Regions from separate parts of the Mus musculus genome. Here all the other regions are linked to region 2. The links are chromatin contacts, called in public Hi-C maps. All regions are on one chromosome and are shown on one strand. Each heading gives the region's core, a stretch centred on a gene start, on an enhancer-like site or on the middle of the called end of the contact. The rest is flanking DNA. Distances are from core to core; before and after follow the strand shown.

What was found. Hi-C and Micro-C count contacts between places; a contact is called where the count stands out from the background.
Region 1: a Hi-C map of bone marrow-derived macrophages shows a contact between it and region 2, with 2.1 times the contacts expected there. The contact joins two enhancer-like sites. A contact is called at or near these places in 1 of 15 datasets of contacts at CTCF or cohesin (CD8 T cells), 4 of 484 Hi-C or Micro-C datasets (the Ba/F3 cell line, CD8 T cells, bone marrow-derived macrophages and 1 more), 3 of 115 datasets of contacts at active chromatin or transcription factors (CD8 T cells, bone marrow-derived macrophages and double positive thymocytes) and 3 of 9 other capture datasets (adipose tissue, liver and pancreatic islet).
Region 3: a Hi-C map of female germline stem cell-derived STRA8 germ cells shows a contact between it and region 2, with 2.9 times the contacts expected there. The contact joins two enhancer-like sites. A contact is called at or near these places in 17 of 484 Hi-C or Micro-C datasets (8-cell embryo, B cells, the Ba/F3 cell line and 13 more), 2 of 115 datasets of contacts at active chromatin or transcription factors (CD8 T cells and bone marrow-derived macrophages) and 3 of 9 other capture datasets (adipose tissue, liver and pancreatic islet).

The regions. Positions count from the first base shown.
Region 1 is chr1:125,464,588-125,468,238 of GRCm38.p6, reverse strand. No RefSeq gene overlaps it. Among named protein-coding and RNA genes, the nearest start is that of Actr3, 31 kb to the right of the region's middle. Within about 2 kb of position 1,373, at least 112 of the 459 cell types and tissues checked have an H3K27ac peak or open chromatin away from gene starts, as enhancers often do. A contact at or near this core is called in bone marrow-derived macrophages, where this site is marked.
Region 2 is chr1:125,388,587-125,392,445 of GRCm38.p6, reverse strand. No RefSeq gene overlaps it. Among named protein-coding and RNA genes, the nearest start is that of Actr3, 45 kb to the left of the region's middle. Within about 2 kb of position 2,100, at least 32 of the 459 cell types and tissues checked have an H3K27ac peak or open chromatin away from gene starts, as enhancers often do. A contact at or near this core is called in bone marrow-derived macrophages and pancreatic islet, where this site is marked.
Region 3 is chr1:125,488,828-125,492,699 of GRCm38.p6, reverse strand. No RefSeq gene overlaps it. Among named protein-coding and RNA genes, the nearest start is that of Actr3, 55 kb to the right of the region's middle. Within about 2 kb of position 2,264, at least 37 of the 459 cell types and tissues checked have an H3K27ac peak or open chromatin away from gene starts, as enhancers often do. A contact at or near this core is called in pancreatic islet, where this site is marked.

The DNA.
Region 1 (3,651 bases), core at 124-2,623, 77 kb before region 2:
AGGAATCGTCTCTACAGCGTTTGCAAAGTGAAAACATTGAGTGAAAAAGAAACAGAAAGGAAAGCAGATAGGTTAGTAACAGGCTACAGAAAAGGGGTAAATAATTTGTCAGTCAGCATGCAACATAGGTCAAGAAGTGACTTCATCAGAATACTGCATAGATATGGTTTCTTAAGTCTGATTGGCCTATTACACTACAGGAAAAAACACATTCCCCTCTGTGGTGCTGGGGATGAGCCAGATCTCATATGTGCTGGGCAGAGGCTCTATCACTAACCACATCCTCATGTTTTTTTTTTTTTTTTTCCTTTTTTCATATGTGTGCATGTGTGGATTGAAGACAGGACGCATATGTTTGTGTATGCGGGTAGAGGCCAGAGGCTGGCCTTGATGGTTCTGTCTCGGCCACTGTCCACCTTAGCATTTGAAACAAGGTCATTCACTAAACCTGAGTAGACCAATTCCATGGCACTGGCTGGCCAGCCAGCCCCAGGAATCCTCCCATCTCTATGTCCCCAGTGCAAGAGTGCAACGCACCACCTGACTTTTCTTATTATTACATTTTAATTTATTTATTATGTGGGAGCACTGTATGCCATGGGGCATATAGGGAAGTCTGGGGGTAACTTGGAGGAGCTGTTTTTCTCCTTCTTCTATGTGTGTCCTGGGGATTAAACTCGGGTTGGCAGCAAGTGCCAGTTGACCAACACTGGTTTTTGTTTTTGTTTTTGTTTTTGTTTTTGTTTTTGTTTTTTTAAACATGGGTTCTGGGAGATCAAACTCATGCTGTGTTGAAAGCAGTTTACCTACTGATCCATATCGCCAGCCTTCTTCTTTTCTTTTACAGTTTTTAAAAATTGTTTAATTCTTAAATTTTTAAAAAAATGTTTAATTTTCCACTCTACAGTTTTCACTATCTATTTTTTTGACAAGCCGTTGTCAAAGTCATATGGACACATGGTTATAAAAATGTCCTTGACTAGGTGTGGTGGTACATTCCTTTAATCGTAGGACTGGGGAGGCAGAGATAGGTGCCTGTCTGTGAGTTCTAGGCCAGTCTGGTCTACATAGTGACTTTTAGGCTAGCCAGGGTTACACAGTGAGACCTTGTTTCCATCACGGCAAAAGCTTGGTGCTGAAGAGCTCACTGTGAAAGGTAGGGTACTGCAGCTCCCTCCTGTCTTCAATCCACACTCTTCCTTCCACTTAAACCTTGGAGCAGAGCCTGACTTTTTACCATCTACAGTGTTTAATCCATCCAGGCGGTTGCTTCCCTATCGCTAGCAATACATCTACACAATTGCGATTGCCACTTCTTTATTTATCGAGATGAGGTGTTATCTGATTAAGACTTCCTTCCCGGTCTGTTAGAGGAGAACTCAGTTCACTTACACCCCCCACCCCTTCACCACCACAGGCTCGGCTGCTTTTAGTTCCCCTATTGATGTTTTAGGAAACTCACTTCAGTTTTTGTAACTTCTGTAATAATCAGCTTTGCTTCCTGTTCTGTTAAATACGATCTGTATCTCTCAGCTCCACATTTCGTGTGTCTTCTTTCACTTCCAAAACTGTTTTATTGCTGTCTTTGTAAGATATCAATAGTTCAAGGAGGGGGGGGCAGAAACAGAGAGAGGAGGGGATGGAGACTGAGAGGGAGGAAGGGAGGGAAAGAGAGAGACAGAGACAAAAAAAAAAAACCCCAATAACAACACAAAACCATTTGCACACCAGGCTGGATGTGGTGGCACAGACCTATAATCCCAGCCCTCTGAAGACTGAGAATAGAAGAGAGTGAGTTTGGGGCTATCATGGGCTACATAGTAAGGTACAGTCACAAACAAACAAAAGAGTGCAATGGAACAAATTTTCATCGTGACTTTTTTAGTAAATGAGAGAGGTTCAGGGTTGTAGCTTAGCAGAGTGTTCACCTAGCATAATGAGGCCTTGAGTCTCATCCCAGTCAGCATACACTGAGCATAATAATGCATGTCTATAATCCCAGAACTCAGAGGAAGAAGCAGAATGATCTGTAGTTCAAGGTCATCCTTGAAGTTCAAGACCAGTTTGGGTCATATGAGGTCCTGCCTAAAGGGAGAAGACAGAAAATGTGAATTAGTCTATTATGTTCAGGCAAGAACAGAAAGTAGCGTAGGGCCAGGCAGTGATGGCGCACGCCTTTGATCCCAGCACTTGGGAGGCAGAGGCAGGCAGATTTCTGAGTTCAAGACCAGCCTGGTCTACAGAGTGAGTTCCAGGACAACCAGGACTGCACAGAGAAACCCTGTCTTGAAAACAACAACAACAACAACAACAACAACAACAACAACAAAGTGGTGTAGGAACACATATCTACCACCCAGATCTTCAAATATGCATGTCTATTCTTATCCTTCTTAAAAATAAAAGAATTGCTGATCCATTGATGGCCCCAGGCTCATTATTATTCTATTTAACTTTCACCACAATCTTTACCACAATACTGAAATCAACTTTATTAACTCAGTACTAAACATTCTTTCTCAATATTCTACACTTTGGGTATGGGTATGGTGTATTAGTCAGGGTTTTCTAGAGTCACAAAACTTATGGAATGTCTCAATATATTAAGGGAAATTATTGGAATGACTTACAGTCCAATTAACCCAACAATGGGCAGCTGTGTTGCTCAGTCCCATGAGGCTAGGTGTTTCAGCTGGTCTTCTGTATAAGCTGGCATCCTGAAGAAGCAGGTTCCAGCAGATGTACTGGCAAGTAAGTGCAAGCAGGCGAAGAAGAGTAAACCTTCCTTCTTCCAATGTCCTTATGTAGTCCTCCAGCAGAAGGTATGGCCCAGATTAAAGGTGTGTATCACTATGCCTGGACATAAGCTGTTCTTTACTTGGAACTTGCTCTGTACCAGGCTGGCCTTGAACTCAAAGATTTACTTTCCTCTGTCTCCTGGGATCAAAGGTTTGTACCACTTGCCTGGGCCTAACCTTTTCATGGTCACTGTGCCTCAAGATCTGGATCAAAAGCCTGTGTCTTCTAACCTCAAGATCAGGATCACAGGTGTGCTCACCATTTCTGGATTGTAGTTCATTTCAGATGTGGTCAAGTTGACAACTGGGAATAACTATCACACATGGTAACTCACACCTATAAATCTATAAACTTGAGGGGATTGCCTCAAATTTAAAGCCAATTTAGGCTACCTAGTAAGGTCGAGGCCACCATAGGCTACAGACTAAGACCTCACTTCAGAAAATAAAATGGGAGCTGAAGGAGTGGCTTGGTTGGTAAAGAGCTTGCTGAACAAGCAGGGGGGCCTGAGTCCAGATTCCCATAACACAGGTGAAGTCAGACTCAGTAGCATGTAATCCTACTCTCCCCACCAGGAGATGGGAGGCAGAAGCTGGAGAACACTTGGAAGCATGAGGGCCCATCAACCCGTGGCACAAAGCAGAATTCAACAAAGAAACCCAGCCTCAAAGTGATTGGTGAGGAGCAACACTTGAGGTGAGGCTGTCACCATGCTCCCTAGAGCACATGAACTCTGTATACTGCTAGTCTCCTCCTCTCCACCTCCTCCTCTCTTCCTCTCCCTCCATCTCCTTCCCTCTCCCTCTTTCAGATGCTTGCTCACACACACACACACACACACACACACACACA
Region 2 (3,859 bases), core at 851-3,350:
TCTCTGGTGGAAACATCTCTGGCCCAATTATATGTAGTCAAGGATATTTGTCTTCTTGCAGAAGCCACTCCTTCAGTTCCCAGCACCCACGCTGGGTGGCCAACAGCCAGTTCTAGGGAACATGGCACCCTCTTTTGACCTTTGCGGGGAATGGGCAGAACACATGCAGGAGTATGCTTACATACTTCCAGGCAAACTAGTCACATATATAAAAAGATTAAAAAAAAACTTTACAATTACATATACTCTTTTTGGTGGTGGTGGTAGTGGTGGTGGTTGTAGGGTAATCTAGAATGACAAGTTTAAAAAATCATGTCCTCTGACTCTATGAGGAAACTGGTCAGAAACTTTAGGCCTAGGCTTGTTGGAGGGCACAGGAAGAAGACCTGGGCTCTGTTTCCCAGTATGCATTTTGGTCTGTGTCTGGAGGAGTAAGCTATACCTTGCCTGATGTTTAGCGTGTGTGTCTGTCTGAGCACCTGTACCTGTGTGAATTCAGGAATGCCAGGAGGCTTTAGGTAACCTCTGAGCACGTTGTACCTCCTCATTTTGAACAGGATCTCTCCTGAACCTGGGACCCAGGTTCTCTTTCCTAGCTAGGCTGGATGCCAACCAGAGCCTGTCAGTTCTCCTTTTTGACTGTGGGGTTACAGATGTAGCGGTATTTCCGTGGGTGCTTTTACTCACCAAATCATCTCTCCATCTCCCAAAGACCTATTCTGACTCCCTACGATGGTCCAAGCTTTGTGCTCAGCTTCGAGGCCATAGCAGGACAGTGTTCAGAGGTTATCTCTGACGTATCACTTTCGAGCCTATTTTAAAGAAATTCTCTGGGTTATATCTGTTCTTAAATAGGTCATTTATTTGGTACTTTATGTTCTTAAAATCTGCCTTAAATTTTATCCTTTTCAAGACTATCAGGTGAAAACATATCAGCTCTTGTCTTCATTCCATTTCCTGTTAGAGTCATAAAATACCCTGGAGAATACAGTTATAGGAAGGAAGGGTGTATTTGGCTCACAGTTTCCATGGCGCTGTTGTAGGGATGTCAGTGTGGCAGGCAGGAACCTGAAGAAGCTGGTCGCATCCTGTCCAGTCAGGAGAACCGAAGGCATGTGCGCACACGCATGCGTGTTTCATAGGCTGTGGCACCCATCATTCTGAATTGTATCATGATGTTGGAACACTGAACCACCACAGCTCTCATTCACATTTGGTCTGAGCAGCTCTCTCTCTTTGTACTTACTTCTCATGAAATTGAAGCTGGCCTTGCTTGGGGGCACTGGAAGCATGAGTAAATGGACTTAAATGCTTTTATCTGAGTAGGAAATGAGTTCCTAAGCCCATTGCCTTTTCATTCAACCGTTAGGATCCCACACTCCCTATTTTTCATCTTTGTGTATGTTTATATAATGTATACATGCTTGTGTGTGTACATGAGTCTGAGGGCCTGTGCAATGGTCTGTGTGTGTCATCATGGAGGTCAGAGGACAACTACAAATGTTAGTCCTCATTCTTCACCTTGTTTGAGACTTCTATGCTTTGCCACTCTGGGCTAGTTTAAGAGCTTTTTCCAGGGGCTCTTCTGTTTCTGTTTCCCACCTCTCCCAAGTGAGTGTTAATAGTACTGATATTACTGCATCTGGCGGGCTCTAGGGATTCAAACTTGTCCTCACGTTTGATGGCAAGCACCCTTACCCACTGCATTGTCTCCATGGCTTGGATTCTGTTATACAATGGGGTAGCTACTTGTCTTCAACCCATTTCACAAGAAATTACTTTTTACACAGTGTATGCCAGGAGGTAGGAGTGGCAGCTATAGCTGCTGAGCTTAGTCACCCCGTTCTGCCAGCTACTGAGGTTAGTCTCTCCTGCCAGCTGCTGAGCTTAGTCCCCTCCCCTGCCTTTGCCAGCTGCTGGGCTTAGTCCCTCCTGCCAGCTGCTGAGGGTAGTCTCTCCTGCCAGCTGCTGAACTTAGTCACCCCGTTCTGCCAGCTGCTGAGGTTAGTCATCCCCTTCTGCCAGCTGCTGAGGTTAGTCATCCCCTTCTGCCAGCTGCTGAGCTTAGTCATTCCCTTCTGCCAGCTGCTGAGCTTAGTCATTCCCTTCTGCCAGCTGCTGAGCTTAGTCACCCCGTTCTGCCAGATGCTGAGGTTAGTCTCTCCTGCCAGATGCTGAGCTTAGTCCCCTCCCCTGCCTTTGCCAGCTGCTGGGCTTAGTCCCTCCTGCCAGCTGCTGAGGGTAGTCTCTCCTGCCAGCTGCTGAACTTAGTCACCCCGTTCTGCCAGCTGCTGAGGTTAGTCATCCCCTTCTGCCAGCTGCTGAGGGTAGTCATCCCCTTCTGCCAGCTGCTGAGGTTAGTCATCCCCTTCTGCCAGCTGCTGAGCTTAGTCATTCCCTTCTGCCAGCTGCTGAGGTTAGTCATCCCCTTCTACCAGCTACTGAGCTTAGTCACCCCCTTCTGCCAGCTGCTGAACTTAGTCACCCCCTTCTGCCAGCTGCTGAGGTTAGTCATCCCCTTCTACCAGCTACTGAGCTTAGTCACCCCCTTCTGCCAGCTGCTGAGCTTAGTCACCCCCTTCTGCCAGCTGCTGAGCTTAGTCACCCCCTCCTGCCAGCTGCTGAGCTTAGTCACCCCCTTCTGCCAGCTGCTGAACTTAGTCACCCCCTTCTGCCAGCTGCTGAGCTTAGTCATCCCCTTCTGCCAGCTACTGAGCTTAGTCCTCTCATCTGCCTGCCACTGCTGTTCTCTGTGCTGCAAACCAAAAGTAAGTAAACTTAGTTACCCGAATATTGTCTCCTCTTATCTGAAGGGTATATAATTTCAGTGAAAATGGAAGTGTTCTTAAGGTTCTTATCATGTTACACAGTGAGATTTATTGGTTATCATTTGGAATGTCTAAGGTAACAAACACTTTTCCAGTTGCTGGACATATGATAGTGAACAAAGCAATGTGATTTTTCCATCTGCAACTTAAAGATTGTTAAGAATGTTCTCCCAAGCCTGGCAGTGGTGGCGCACGCCTTTAATCCCAGCACTTGGGAGGCAGAGGCAGGCGGATTTCTGAGTCAGAAATGGTCAGCCTGGTCGACAGTGAGTTCCAGAACAGCCAGGGCTATACAAAGAAACCCTGTGTGTTAGAGAGAGAGAGAGAGAGAGAGAGAGAGAGAAACAGAGAGAGAGAGAGAGAGAGACGGGGGGGGGGGAGAGAGATTGTGTGCTTATGTATACATGTATATATACTCTGTGTGTGTGTGTGTGTGTGTGTGTGTGTGTGAGGAGAGAGAGAGAGAGCGCGCGCGCCCATGAAAGCCAGAGGAGGTGTCAAAGCCCCTGTGGCTGGTGTTAAAGGTGGTTTTAAGGTGTATGCTATGGTGCTCAGGACCTGTGCATTGTAACTGCTGAGCCATCTCTGCACCTCAGGCACACTCTCTATTTAGGACTATCGAGATGGCTCAGCTAGTGGAGGCTCTTGGTGTCCAGCCTGGTGACCTAGATTTTAAGCCCTGGTTTGAAGAAGACAACCAACTCGTGTAAGTGGTCCTCTGACCTCATGTACACTGTGGCTCAAACATACACATAATTTTTAGAAGAATGTTTTCATCTAAATTTTGTAAGTACTATATACTATGCTCACAAAATCCGATTCTACGCAGAATTATGAACTACACATTCTAGCCTGAGTTCTGTGAATAGCTGTCTCTTGTGCTCTCCATTTTGGTTTAGACCCCTCCAGACCAACACAAACAACCCCTTGCAGTGTGTTAATAGTAAAACGTTTTGTTTGTTCTGAGATACAAAGGGCCTTTGCTCGAGGGGGCATTGCGGGTTAAGCACAGTGCTCCCTCCCAACACTTA
Region 3 (3,872 bases), core at 1,015-3,514, 100 kb before region 2:
ACCCCACTGGTTGTTTTTGTTTTTGTTTTTGTTTTTGTTTTTGTTTTTTCTCAGTCTTAGAACATTTCACCATGAAAGGGGGTACCAGGCTGTCCTAGTTAGCTTTAACTCCACTTGACATAGCCTGGAATCATCCGGCACTTCAATGAAAGGATTATCAGAATCATATTGGCCTGTGACCTGTCTCCGATTGTTGTGATTGCTAATTGATGTAGTAAGGTCTCTACCACTGTGGGCAGCACCATTCCCTAAGCAGGGGGTCTAAGACTACAAGAGCTAGCTAAGCATGAGCCTTGGTGAAGTAGCAACAGTAAATACTCTTCCATAGTTTCTGCTTCAAGTTCTTAACTTGAGCTCCTACTCTAACTTCCCACAAAGATGTGACCTGTAAGCTATTTTGGCTTTCCGCCTCCAAGTTAGAAGTATTTTACCACTGCAACAAACAAGACAAGGAACCTTGTGACTTCTGGCAGGCAGGACTCTCGGCAGAAAGAGGCAAGGAGATGTAGTTAATGGACTAATCATCATGTGTCTAAATGATCTGCCGATAAATTATGGTTGGTCCAGAAGAAGGAGGAGAGGAGGAAGAAGAGGTCAAAATGAGAAAAAGGAGGCAGGCTCATATCTGGGCCTTGCTCAAAGGCTAAATACATTTAGGCCTTTAGTCTGGCTCATTGATATCTTAACATTCTTTCTTGTTTTTATATGGGGGAGTAGGGACTGCTTCCTGTGCAGTGCCCATGGCATCCACAAGAGAGTGTCAGAGCCCCATATGTAGAGTTAGAGGCCATTGTGAGCCATATAATGCGGGGTGCTGGGAACCAAACTTCAGTCCTTGACAAGAACTAATTAGCTAATTTGGGTTGTCAACTTGACACACCTGGAAAGAGGAAGCCCCCATCAGATTAACCTGTGGACAGGTCTGTGGGCTGTTTTCTTGATTGCCAGTCGATGTAGGAGAACCCAGCCCATTGTGAACAGTATGGTTCCTGGACAGGTGGTCCCGAGCTGTAGAAGGAAGGTGTGTGAACTGGAGCCTGGGTGGAAGGCAGGAAGCAGTGACTTCAGGGTCTCTGCTCCAGTTCCCACTATCTGTTCCTGACCTGACAATGAACCACCTCACCTGTAATATGAAACAAACCCCATTTTCCAAGATGTTTTCAGCCATGGTATTTATCACAGCAACAGACAGCAAACTAGAACAATAGGCAACCTTCATAGCAGATTTTTTTTTTCCAAGACAGGTTTGGGTTTTGTTGTTGTTATTTTGGTTTGATTTTTTTATGTAGCCTTGGCTGTCCTGAAACTAACTCTGCAAACTAGGCTGGCCTTGAACTCCCAGAGATCCACCTTCCTCTGCCCCTCAAGGGTTGGGAGTTAAAGACATGTTTCACTACCGCCCCATAGCAGAATTTAATCATGTTGGAATTCTTGCCTGTCAGCTGGCTCAAGACTCCAGCACACAGAGATAAGAGAGCTGTGGCATCCAGGCCATCTGTTGAATCTCCACCGCTTCACAAACGCTTTGGACTTCCTTCTGACCTCTGCTTCTCCTTCACTTCTCGAAGAATCTAGTTCATTCACTGGACAAGTGATAGGTACAGCCAACCCTTGTGCCATCTTTGTCACCAAGAAAGGGACATGTGACTGTGTCCACCTCAGCGATGTGAGAATGTAGAAGTGCATGGTAGGTCTGAGGCTGAATCTCAATGGCTCAAGTCCTGAATATAGGAGTATATGAGTGAAAAGATGCTGGCAGGCACACAGTTCCAGCTTCCTTCACAACTATCTACTAGAAATTCCTTAGCCTGCCTTTTTCCTTCTTCTGTTCGTATTTTTAATATATTTGTGTACAATGTGTTCTGAACACATTCACTTGTCAGACTCTCCCTAAATCCTCCCAGATCTATTTCACACCCCATTCACAATATTGTGCCCTTTTTTTAATACTCAAGTTTAATTTGTGCTGCCCATGTGTTCATTGGTAGGGCCATGGACAAGAGTGTGAACAACTTATCATGGGCCATGCCCTTATAGAAAATTAACTCTTGACCCCCCAGAAGCCATCGCCCATCAATAGTTCCTCAGCTAGGGGTGAGGCCACTCCTCCTTCAAAGCTGGAATGGTGACTAGTTTGATTTTGTGCAGATGACCTCAGCTCCTTTTGCTCACAAGTGCAGCAGTTTTGTCATGTCCTGACGTCACCGTTTAACTTTGGTCCTCCCTGACCTCTGGTTCTTCCTATCTTTGCTCCCCCTCTTCAGTGATGGCCCCTGTGCCTTAGAGGTAGGAGGTGTGAGGTGATGTCCTGTTTATAGCTGTACATTCCACAGACATTTAGTCCCTGCAATTTCTCCAGTTGTGAGTTTCTGTGCTAACCACCGTCCACTACATGAAGAAACTCTTCTTATGGGCTGTAGGAACTGCATTCCTGTATTCCACTGGTTTAGACACACAAATTTAGATCTTCTCAGCTGGCATAGATTCTTGGATAGATTTATAGTACTACTGTGTCTTTTATTTTGAAAATGGCGTGTAGCCTTTGTTCTGGCTTCAAGCACTATACCTAGTCAACAGCATTTCCATGTGCTCCTTTGACCAAAGTGTTGCCACCCTGAATTTTGAGCATCATGGCTACCCAGAATAACTCTGAATTTTTTTCTGTGTCTTTCCCCATCAAATGGATGGAGGTATTCCAGTGGTGTGTGGAGCTTTGCCACGAGGCCTGGTTCTGATGGTAGCTCAAGACAAGACATGTACAGTCAGCTAAGAGGAACCCACTTTTGTCCTGATATATATATATATCTTTTTGGCTCAAATTGTGGAGATCCAATTGGCCTTCTTGTTAACTAGAACAGCCTTTCATCAGTAAGTCCCATAATGAATTGTACACCACAGAGATGATACACAGATACACACACCCTACACTACACTTACAGATTATGTATATAAACACATCCCACATACAGAAACATACACACCACACACATACATATATACATACACACCACACCATACCACACCACACCACATACACAGAGTCATACTATACACACACACACTCTGTTTGTTCTTGTTCAGTGGAAAGTATTTCACCTCTCATACAGGCTTCCTCACACCTTCATGGGATTAGTTACAGTTTAACTGTCAAATCCACTGGCTTCCTGCTGCCGTGCTTTGTTAGGAGCCAAAAGAATTAGTCACATCAGAAACAGAAGGAAGTCAATTGATTGGGAGAATGTTGCAGGGCTAAGTGGCTGGAAGGACTGTGGGCTTAGAGGTCAAAGTCGCACAGTTATTTATGAAGAGTTTGCTGACTGCCATTACTCCTGTTGCCTGCACACCTGGTCCTCCTCAGGCTCTGTAATCAGAGCAAAGGCCACCACTGTGAAGGAAACAGCCACTCGCCAGAGGGTCTGAGTTTTCAAAGATCCTTGTCTGAGAAATCTATGGTGCAGGGTGAGTTAGGAGCAACAGACTCTACTGAGCAGAGTGAGGCATGGTAAAATTAGCTCTGGGCCACATTAACATTGGCACACTAAAATGTAAGTTAGAAAACCTAGGAAGGGAGGTCAGTAGAGAAGTCGGAGCTACAGAGTGTTATCTACCAACGTAACACTAAGAGGCACACAGGGTTGTTTCTAAGGACAACACAGAGGTGCCTAGTGAAGCTCTGGGCACTTTTTAAAAAATCAAGGAATGATACAGAATTGGTGAAAAGAAAAAGTCAAAACACTGAGCAATATATATATATATATATATATATATATATATATAATACATATATTATGAATATGAATATTATGTATGTGTGTATGTGTTATATATTATGTCTGTATCATATAGAATATATAACACATATATTATAAAAT